Linked DNA regions of Sus scrofa: all the other regions are linked to region 3. Evidence: chromatin contacts called from public Hi-C and HiChIP or PLAC-seq data. All regions are on one chromosome and are shown on one strand. The core of a region is the stretch at or near the end of the contact, and the rest is flanking DNA. Distances in the headings are between cores, read along the strand shown. Region 1 overlaps EXTL3 (exostosin-like 3). Region 2 overlaps EXTL3 (exostosin-like 3). Region 3 has its middle 3.2 kb from the start of EXTL3.

The links. Hi-C and Micro-C count contacts between places; a contact is called where the count stands out from the background. HiChIP or PLAC-seq counts read pairs in DNA pulled down with a chosen protein or histone mark.
Region 1: a contact with region 3 is called in a Hi-C map of omental adipose tissue, with 2.9 times the contacts expected there. The contact joins two enhancer-like sites. A contact is called at or near these places in 1 of 5 promoter capture datasets (liver), 25 of 47 Hi-C or Micro-C datasets (adipose tissue, alveolar macrophages, brain and 12 more) and 2 of 2 datasets of contacts at active chromatin or transcription factors (alveolar macrophages and skeletal muscle).
Region 2: a contact with region 3 is called in an H3K27ac HiChIP or PLAC-seq map of alveolar macrophages. The contact joins two enhancer-like sites. A contact is called at or near these places in 1 of 5 promoter capture datasets (liver), 19 of 47 Hi-C or Micro-C datasets (adipose tissue, alveolar macrophages, brain and 11 more) and 2 of 2 datasets of contacts at active chromatin or transcription factors (alveolar macrophages and skeletal muscle).

The regions. Positions count from the first base shown.
Region 1 is chr14:12,525,986-12,528,685 of Sscrofa11.1, reverse strand. All of the region lies in intron 3 of EXTL3 (exostosin-like 3), which reads right to left. Among named protein-coding and RNA genes, the nearest start is that of EXTL3, 90 kb to the right of the region's middle. Within about 2 kb of position 1,420, at least 2 of the 83 cell types and tissues checked have an H3K27ac peak or open chromatin away from gene starts, as enhancers often do. A contact at or near this core is called in omental adipose tissue, where this site is marked.
Region 2 is chr14:12,548,310-12,551,009 of Sscrofa11.1, reverse strand. The region is part of intron 6 of EXTL3 (exostosin-like 3); the gene reads right to left. Among named protein-coding and RNA genes, the nearest start is that of EXTL3, 110 kb to the right of the region's middle. Within about 2 kb of position 1,404, at least 1 of the 83 cell types and tissues checked has an H3K27ac peak or open chromatin away from gene starts, as enhancers often do. A contact at or near this core is called in alveolar macrophages, where this site is marked.
Region 3 is chr14:12,432,978-12,435,677 of Sscrofa11.1, reverse strand. No RefSeq gene overlaps it. Among named protein-coding and RNA genes, the nearest start is that of EXTL3, 3.2 kb to the left of the region's middle. Within about 2 kb of position 1,312, at least 6 of the 83 cell types and tissues checked have an H3K27ac peak or open chromatin away from gene starts, as enhancers often do. A contact at or near this core is called in alveolar macrophages and omental adipose tissue, where this site is marked.

The sequences.
Region 1 (2,700 bases), core at 171-2,670, 93 kb before region 3:
CCCTTGTCAAAATTAACCACTTCTTCTCTGTCCTTAAAGCAGAGGCCTCATGTTTCAATCCATTCATTCTAGTATACTTAGAATCGAGTTAGTTCAGAGCTAGAAGGGCCTTGGCAGTCACCCAGTCACCTTTCACTTGACACGTGGACAACCAGCTAGACTCTTAACTCGTACCTCCTAACTCCAAGTCAGTTTCTGCTAAACTTAGGGAAATTTATAAACCTCACCCCATGGAAAATACATTACTAATTTGTGTACTATCAAGAAATAGGACTTCCCATGTGGCTCACAAGAGATAACAATGCTGCAAATAAGAAGAGGTGAGATAGTTTATCATTTAGAATGTTTACTTTAATAAAGAGCTTGTTAAGATGTTGCCTCGGTCCCAGAGGAGTTCCTACCAAGGAAAAACAAGGACAAATCTACAACAGATTTGCTACCACAGAGAGCAGATGTCAGAGCCAAGCAGTAGACAGAGAAATCCACCTTGCCCTGTGGCCCTTCTGACCAATATAAAAAGCCCCAAGCTTGGAGCCTCCGCCTCCCAAGCTTCGGTTCAGCAGTGACAGAACAAAGGTACTGAACCGTGGGTCAAGGCACAGAGAGGAGCAAGGAGGGGAGACAAGGCCACTTGTTCACCATGGTGGCTGCCAGGCTCTACCCCCAGGGAGTGGGAGAGTGGCCAGAAGTAGCAGAAGCCAAATGCCAACCTCAGTGATGGTAAAATGCCATCTATCTTATGGCACACCCAATTTCAGAGACAGGGAAATGTAAAATGATGTCCACTTCAGAATCAATGGACTACAGCCACTGTTCAAACACTTGCCCCCACAACTATCCTCAGATCATTCATGGTACTTTCTTATAACTGGCATTCACTTCATACAGAACTGCCGTACTGCCAGCTCAGGTGAATGAAGCTCTCAACTCTACCAGTGAACACATGAAGCTTAATATCTAGTAACCAATACGCAAAGCTTAAAATGAAGGGAAAAAAAAATCACTGAAACATCCAATTCTTGAATATTCAATTGTGGATTAGCAGTTTTACAGGTTAATCACCAGGAGGATTACCTACAGCACAATTAGTAATCCAGGAACACTGCACAGAGCTTTAGTACTCAAAGTGTGGTCCAAAGGCCAGCAACGTGGCCTCACCTGGGACTCTGTTAGAAATGCAGGACTGCAGCTCTTCCTTAAACCTACCAAGTCAGAATCTGCATTTTAACAAGATCCCCAAGCGAGTCCTAAGCACATTAAAGTTTGAGAGGCGCTGTACAGAGGAAAAAGCATGGCTCTGAAATCAATCAGGAAAGCTTGAGTTCAGGAGTTCCCCTTTGTGGCTCAGCAAATTAAGAATCCCACTAGTATCCATGAGGATTCAGCTTCAATCCCCGGCCTCGCTCAGTGGGTTAAGGATCCTGTGTGGCTGTGGCTGTGGTGTAGGCAGACAACTGCAGCTCCAATTCCACCCCTAGCCCTGGGGCTTCATATGCCACAGGTGCAGCCCTAAAAGGAAAACAATCTGAGTTCAGATTCCAATTCTAGCAGCTACTAGATGAACATAAGTAAGCAACCTCTCTGCTAAATCAACATACCACCCTATTGTGTGAAAACATGACAACCCTACTAACAACCTCTTAATCTAAAACAAGAAACAACAAAAAAACCCAAAAGGATCATGATTTGATCTCTAGGACATATTCAAACTTTTTGCCCAATTACAAAGTAACCAATTCAAGAGGACCTGATTGTCTTTTGGAAGACTTAGAGCGGAAGGTCTCATATCAAATGTGTCTTGGCCTAGCTTTCATATCCAGCTTTTTGAGCAAGTTTATTAAAGTCCATTAAGAGGCCAAGTCCATTAAGAATACATTCCCTGGATTCCAGGAATACAGCACACATACCATCTCTGCTCATCCTGGCACAACTCCTCTGGGCTGAATGACAGCAAGATCTTTAGGATTAGGGAACCAAAACAACAGCCATCAGAATGAAAGAAAAGCTTTTAAGGATTCACAGAAGCAGAGCAACAAGTAGGCGGCAGCTTATTTGTGATGAGCTCATCAACAACTGTGGTCGGCAGGTCTGCTTTAAGGATTTAGAGTGGTGGTTCTCTGCTAGGGGTGATTTTGACCCCCAAGGGACATTTAACAATGTCTGTGGACATTTCTGGTTGTCACGGATGGGTGGGGGTCAGGGGGTGGTGAGCTTCTTGCATCTAGTGGGCAAAGGCCAGGGATGCTGCTAAATCCTGCAGTGCACAAGACTGCCCACCCCCACCCACCCCCGCCACAGCACCACAGAGAATTAAGCAGCCCGAACATCACAATGCCACTGCTGAGACACCCTGATTTTGTTTTTTGGGGTTTTTTGGCTACATACACACCCGTGGCATGTACAAGTTCCTGGGCCAGGGATAGAACCTGCATCACAGCAGCAACCCAAGCTGCTACAGTGACAACACCAGATCCTTAACCCGCTGTGCCACAAGAGCACTCAAGACACAATGATTTAGACTCAACCACCAGGAGATAAATGTAATTTGTAACTTAAGCACAATCACCTTTTCCTCATAACCAAAAAGAGATTTCTGCCCTTATAAATTTTGCAAATACAAATGAAAATTAAGGGGGAAGTAAAAGCTTTCTTCTCTCAGTTTTGCTTCAAAGCCATAGTGCTTAATGGCTAGTCAAAAGC
Region 2 (2,700 bases), core at 155-2,654, 120 kb before region 3:
ATTTTTCAAGATTGCCCATCCTTGATTTTGTGTTAAGACTTTCTCCTTATAGCCTCCATGTCTCTTAACTGCTCTTATTTTTCCATCTCCTTATAACTCAATACTTCATCAGAAATTTCTTCAGATTTACCTTCAAGATCATTAATTTTTTTCTTTAGCTATATCTTATCTTTTTATCCCATTCACAGAGATTTTCATTTTAATAACTATAATTTTCATTTCCAATTGTTCTATTTAGGTCTTTCAAATTTACTTGTTCTTTTTTCTTTATGAATATGACTATCTTTTCCTGAATAATTTTAAAGTTATTTTTATTATTATAAATTAAGAAAAAAAAATTGAATGGCCCATCATGTTCACTGTGGCTAAAAAGCAATCATCACATACAGCCAATATCGGCCATCAAAAGTCAAGTCTTTGGAGGAGTTCCCATCGTGGCACAGCAGAAACAAATCCAACTAGTACCCATGAGGATGGGAGTTCGATCCCCAGCCTCATTCAGTGGGTTAAGGATCCAGCATTGCCGTGAACTGTGGTACAGGCCGCAGGCAGAAGTCAGATGTAGCATTGCTATGACTGTGGTGTAGGCCAGCAGCTACAGCTCTGATTCGACCCCTAGACTGGGAACCTCCATTTGCCGAGGGTGCGGCCCTAAAAAGACAAAAAAAGAAAAAAGAAAAGAAAAAAAAAAAAAAAAGAAGAAGAAGCCAGATTTCTGGAGCTGAAATTGAGGAAGGATCATAATCACAGGCCAGGGCTCCCAGGGACAGTCACCTCAGAGCCAAAACGCTGAGGAAGTCATAACCCTCACAGAACCACCAGTCCCCTTCTTTGCCTCCTGCTCACCAGCAGCTCTGTAGAGCCCTTTTGGTTTACAGTCAACAACCAGTGACTTACTACTCTTCCCACAGCTTTCACAGAAGCAGGAGACGGATGTCAACAATTTAATTAAACAGCATCTACATCAAGTATTCTCCCTGTACCTAAAAATCTTCCTCATCTCGGATGCCAGCACTCAACCTCCGGGGGAAACACCCCCTAACCTGCAAATGACTCCACTGTGGCACAAAGAAGTTATTTTATACTGTTGTTTTCACTGAAGCAGTAGTTTCCAAATAAGTATTTTTAATTATGTAACTCATCAGTAAAAAACTTTGAGACTGCAAACCCCAGTGTATGTAGTTAAATATATGTTTATACTTTACATAATAAAACATACAAAAATTAAGAAGAATAAAGTAACAACTATACTATAAACTGAAGTGTGAACATTTACTTAAGCAGTATCATGAGTATTTCACATGGGAACATTCCGGGTAACTCAGTTGGACTAAGAGAGGTTATGCTCAGTAATGCTAAGGAAAATCCCTAATAGATATTGAGAACTTACGCAACATTAGTATTAAGGCACTTACTTATGAATCCTCTCTCTGCTTCCTTATGCCCTAAGCTATCTATCTTCTCAATGTTTTCTTGGTGACTTTTGCGGGGGCGGGGGGGGGGGTGCTGACCACAGCATATGGAGTTCCCAGGCCAGGGATCAGAGCCAAGCCACAGTTGTGACCTAAGCCGCAGCTGTGGCAATGCTGGAGCCTTAACCCACTGTGCCAGGCCAGGAATCGAACCTGTGACCCAGCACTCTCAAGATGCTGATCCCATTGCGCCACAGTGGGAACTCCTCTTTGTAACTTTTTAATCCTTTATTCTGTATGAAACCTATTTACATTCTGTATTTTTCTCTTCCTCAAGAAGATAACAGTACATTATTCAAACAATAATATGAAATTAACTCCCTGTTGTTTATTTAGTCAATACTGTTAGGATATTAACACTATTAAAATACTGCTATCATATAAAACAGTCATACCTTCCTAATTATAACAAGGGAAGGGACAGTGAAAAGTTGAAGTATTTAAAGCAAAAAATAATTACTATTTTATTACATAAAATAGTATGTATCTGATAATACTAAAAGTAGGTAAATTAATGAAAATAATTAGTTCAAACTGGTTCTATAATATGAAGTAAACAAATGGACTCAATTTGAAGGAATTAACTCAGAATTTGAAAATAGGCTCAATTTATTGAGCTTTTGATTTTAAAAAGTCATCCTGATTTTGATTTGAACTCTCCTTATATTTCCAAAAGATCAAGAAAATTCACAGAGGATACTTATTCAAGTTTTCACTTGGGAAATTTGTACGATGTATATACCATGTACACATTATTTCCATCTTACTCTCTACACTGAAGAGACATTTAACTAATGAAACACTGGCCTAATAATAACAAACACACTTCAATGATGATGAAAAATTCATCATGTCTGTGAGTACTTCAGGTGACTGATGGTATTATTAGGTACCTAATTACTCAGATACTTTAAGTTTTCATGGATAATGTCTTCTGATCTACTAGGGAGGTATAAACAGAAAGTATGTATCTTGGCTGAAGTCCAGTCCGTGACTACACAAGAAAGGATATATAAAAAATAGAAAATTGTACCCATCATTAATTTCTAAGACTCTTGCCTCCCTACCTTAAAGTTTCCAAAGAAGTGTACTTTTCATTGTTTAGTATCAGATCTACCACTGTATCTGGAAAGCATGCTTTTTTATATAAAAATATCATTATCATTCACAGTTAAACCCACACAATTTGGTGTATTATTTTGCTAATTATTCTTTTGTGAGGCTTTAG
Region 3 (2,700 bases), core at 63-2,562:
CAGGCCAGGGATCAAATTCAAGCCACAGCTGTGATCTACACCACAGCTGTGGCAATGCCAGATCCTTAACCCGCCACACCACAGCAGGAACTCCCCAATATGATTTCATCTTAATCAAGTTTACTTGCAATGACCCTGTTCCAAATAAGGTCCCATTCTGAGGTGCCGGAGATTAGGACTTGAATCTATAATTTGGGGGTGGGGGGTGAGAATTAATAGGGAGAGAAGCTTGGGACTCAAAGTGTAATCTTATGAAAATGGCACCCACCCAATGACAAAATAATGGTAATAATATATAAAGTCTCAAATGTATCCAAACCCTGACAATTTAAACACAGTAAAGCCAAATCAATTACCACATTCTTCTTTCTGTCCTCTAACACCTTCCAGGCCTCTTCAGTGGGATCAAGGATGTTAGTGGAATAAGGAAGCCCCCAGCTTCACAGACAGTAGATCTGGTATGTCTGGCTTCCTGCAGGAAGGGCTTGGAGAAGGTGTGTCAGGTGCCTGGGAGGAGGTGGCCTGCCTGCATTTGAGCCTCAGCACAAGGGCAGAGAGGCCATGAGTGGAGGATTATAGGAAGCGGGGTCCTCATCACTGGGGGGCACACAGCATAGCCTCCTGGGAAGAACTCAGCTTTAGTTCTAGAGGCTAAGAGCCTCACAGCTTGGGAAGGGTGCCTGCAAAGGTGGAATCAGTCTTTCTGAGCGAGCCAGCCTCCCGCATTTAACCTCATCCATGGGTGGGATGAGAAGCTTTAAATCTTCACTGAGCCTGGTCACCTGCCTTCTGAAGTGATGGGGAGAAGATGTCAGAGAATGAAGCCCTGCCTGTTACTTGCAGAAGCTTTTGTTTGTTAATTCTTCTGAAAGTATCAGAAGCCCAATCAGAGGTGTGCTGATAAAACAGCTGGCCCTCCAGAAGAAAATCTCTGATTCGTGGTGTTTGTAGATTTCTGTGGTGTTTTCTCCTAGGGCTGATCTCAAGCTACCAACATGAGGTCACTGAACGCAGGGCTGGAGGCCAGCAGGCCACGTCACCAAGCCTGGAAAATGGCTTCACAGTCTCAAGCAGGGAGGCAGCCAGGGAGCCGCTTGAGCAGCCCAGGAAGGTGCAGGCAGAAGGGCAGCCCTTGTGGATTTGCAGCAGGGCCTCCAACTGGGCAACAGTGCTAGCAGGGAGCCCTGAGCAGGGCGGGTCTCAGTGAGAAACCGGGAACACACTCAGCCCCCAGGCAATGGGGATGGGGCAGGACAGGGAGTCTAAATTTAGGAGGAGGAAGTGCATTCTTTCTCTTTTTAGGGCTGAGCTCAGGGCATGTGGAAGTTCCCAGGCTAGGGGTTGAATTGCAGCTGTAGCCACTGGCCTATGCCACAGCCATAGCAACTCGGGGTCTGACCCACATCTGTGACTTACACCACAGCTCACGGCAACGCCGGATCCTTAACCCACTGAACAAGGCCAGGGATCGAGCCTGCGTCCTCATGGGTACTAGTCAGATTCCTTTCCGCTTCGCCATGATGGAAACTCCAGGAAGTGCATTCTTGCAGAGCTGAGAGAGGCCACCCCAGTCTGGGTAAGAGGAATAGGACAGGCAGCTTCAGAGCCCAAGTGGAGCAATGGGATTGTCCGCAGGCTGGAGGGCAACATCCCTCTTTCACTTCCCGTCTCTGGGCATCCCTCCCCTCCACAAGATGATCTTGCCAGAAAGAGAGGTTTAGGGTAGAGCTTCCAGGGTTCACATGAGGTCACTGGGCTAAATCCCACAAGGGCTTCCTCCCAGTTTAGGGACTTGGTACCAGGCTGAGCCGAGGAGAGGACACATGTGCTCATGTTAGACCCGGGAAAGCTTGTGCCAAGGCAGGTAACAAAACCAAGAGAAACCACTGGGTCTCCTGTCACTTAAGAATTACCTTAGGGACCCTGTATATGGTGCAGGCTAGGGCTGCACCTGGGCTACAGCCTAACCCAGCAGTTCACTCTGTTTTCAACATTGATCTTCTGCAGTGATCCCCCACACATGGTGATCTTTCTCATGGGCAAAGATGATCATACACATGTTCCTTTCTGCTTAAACACCTTTCCTTGGGTCAAGTTCACTCTCTTTTGCACAGGGCACAAGATCCGGCTTTCCCGGATCTGATATCTATTCATCTGCTGCTCTGCTCCTGATAACTTCACTTTATCTGGGTTCCCATTCCCAAACTAGCTATGTTTGCTTGATGCTAGGCCCTCATAGTTTCTTTTCCCTCTGAGTTTCTACTCTTTCTATGAGTCACTCCCATGCCAGGCAAGGATCTTGGATCACATCTATAGTTTTATTATTAAATCCTCGAGGGGTTTGAGGTGTTTTTTTTTAGGGCCGCACTGCAGCATATGGAGGTTCCCAGGCTAGGGGTCAAATCGGAGCTGCAGCTGCCAGCCTACACCACAGCCACAGCAACGCCAGATCCAAGCCATGTCTGTGACCTACCCAAGCTCATGCAACTGGATCCTTAACCCACTGAGTGGGGCCAGGGATTGAATCTGAGTGCTCATGGCTACTAGTCAGGTTTGTTACCACAAAGCCACAGTGTGAATTCCAACTTTCATGTTTTTTTAAACTTTCTTTTACTGTGGCAAAATATATGTAACATAAAATTTGCCATTTGGTGAACATCTCCTCAGAAAAGAAAATCATGGACTTGGAGAAGAGACTTG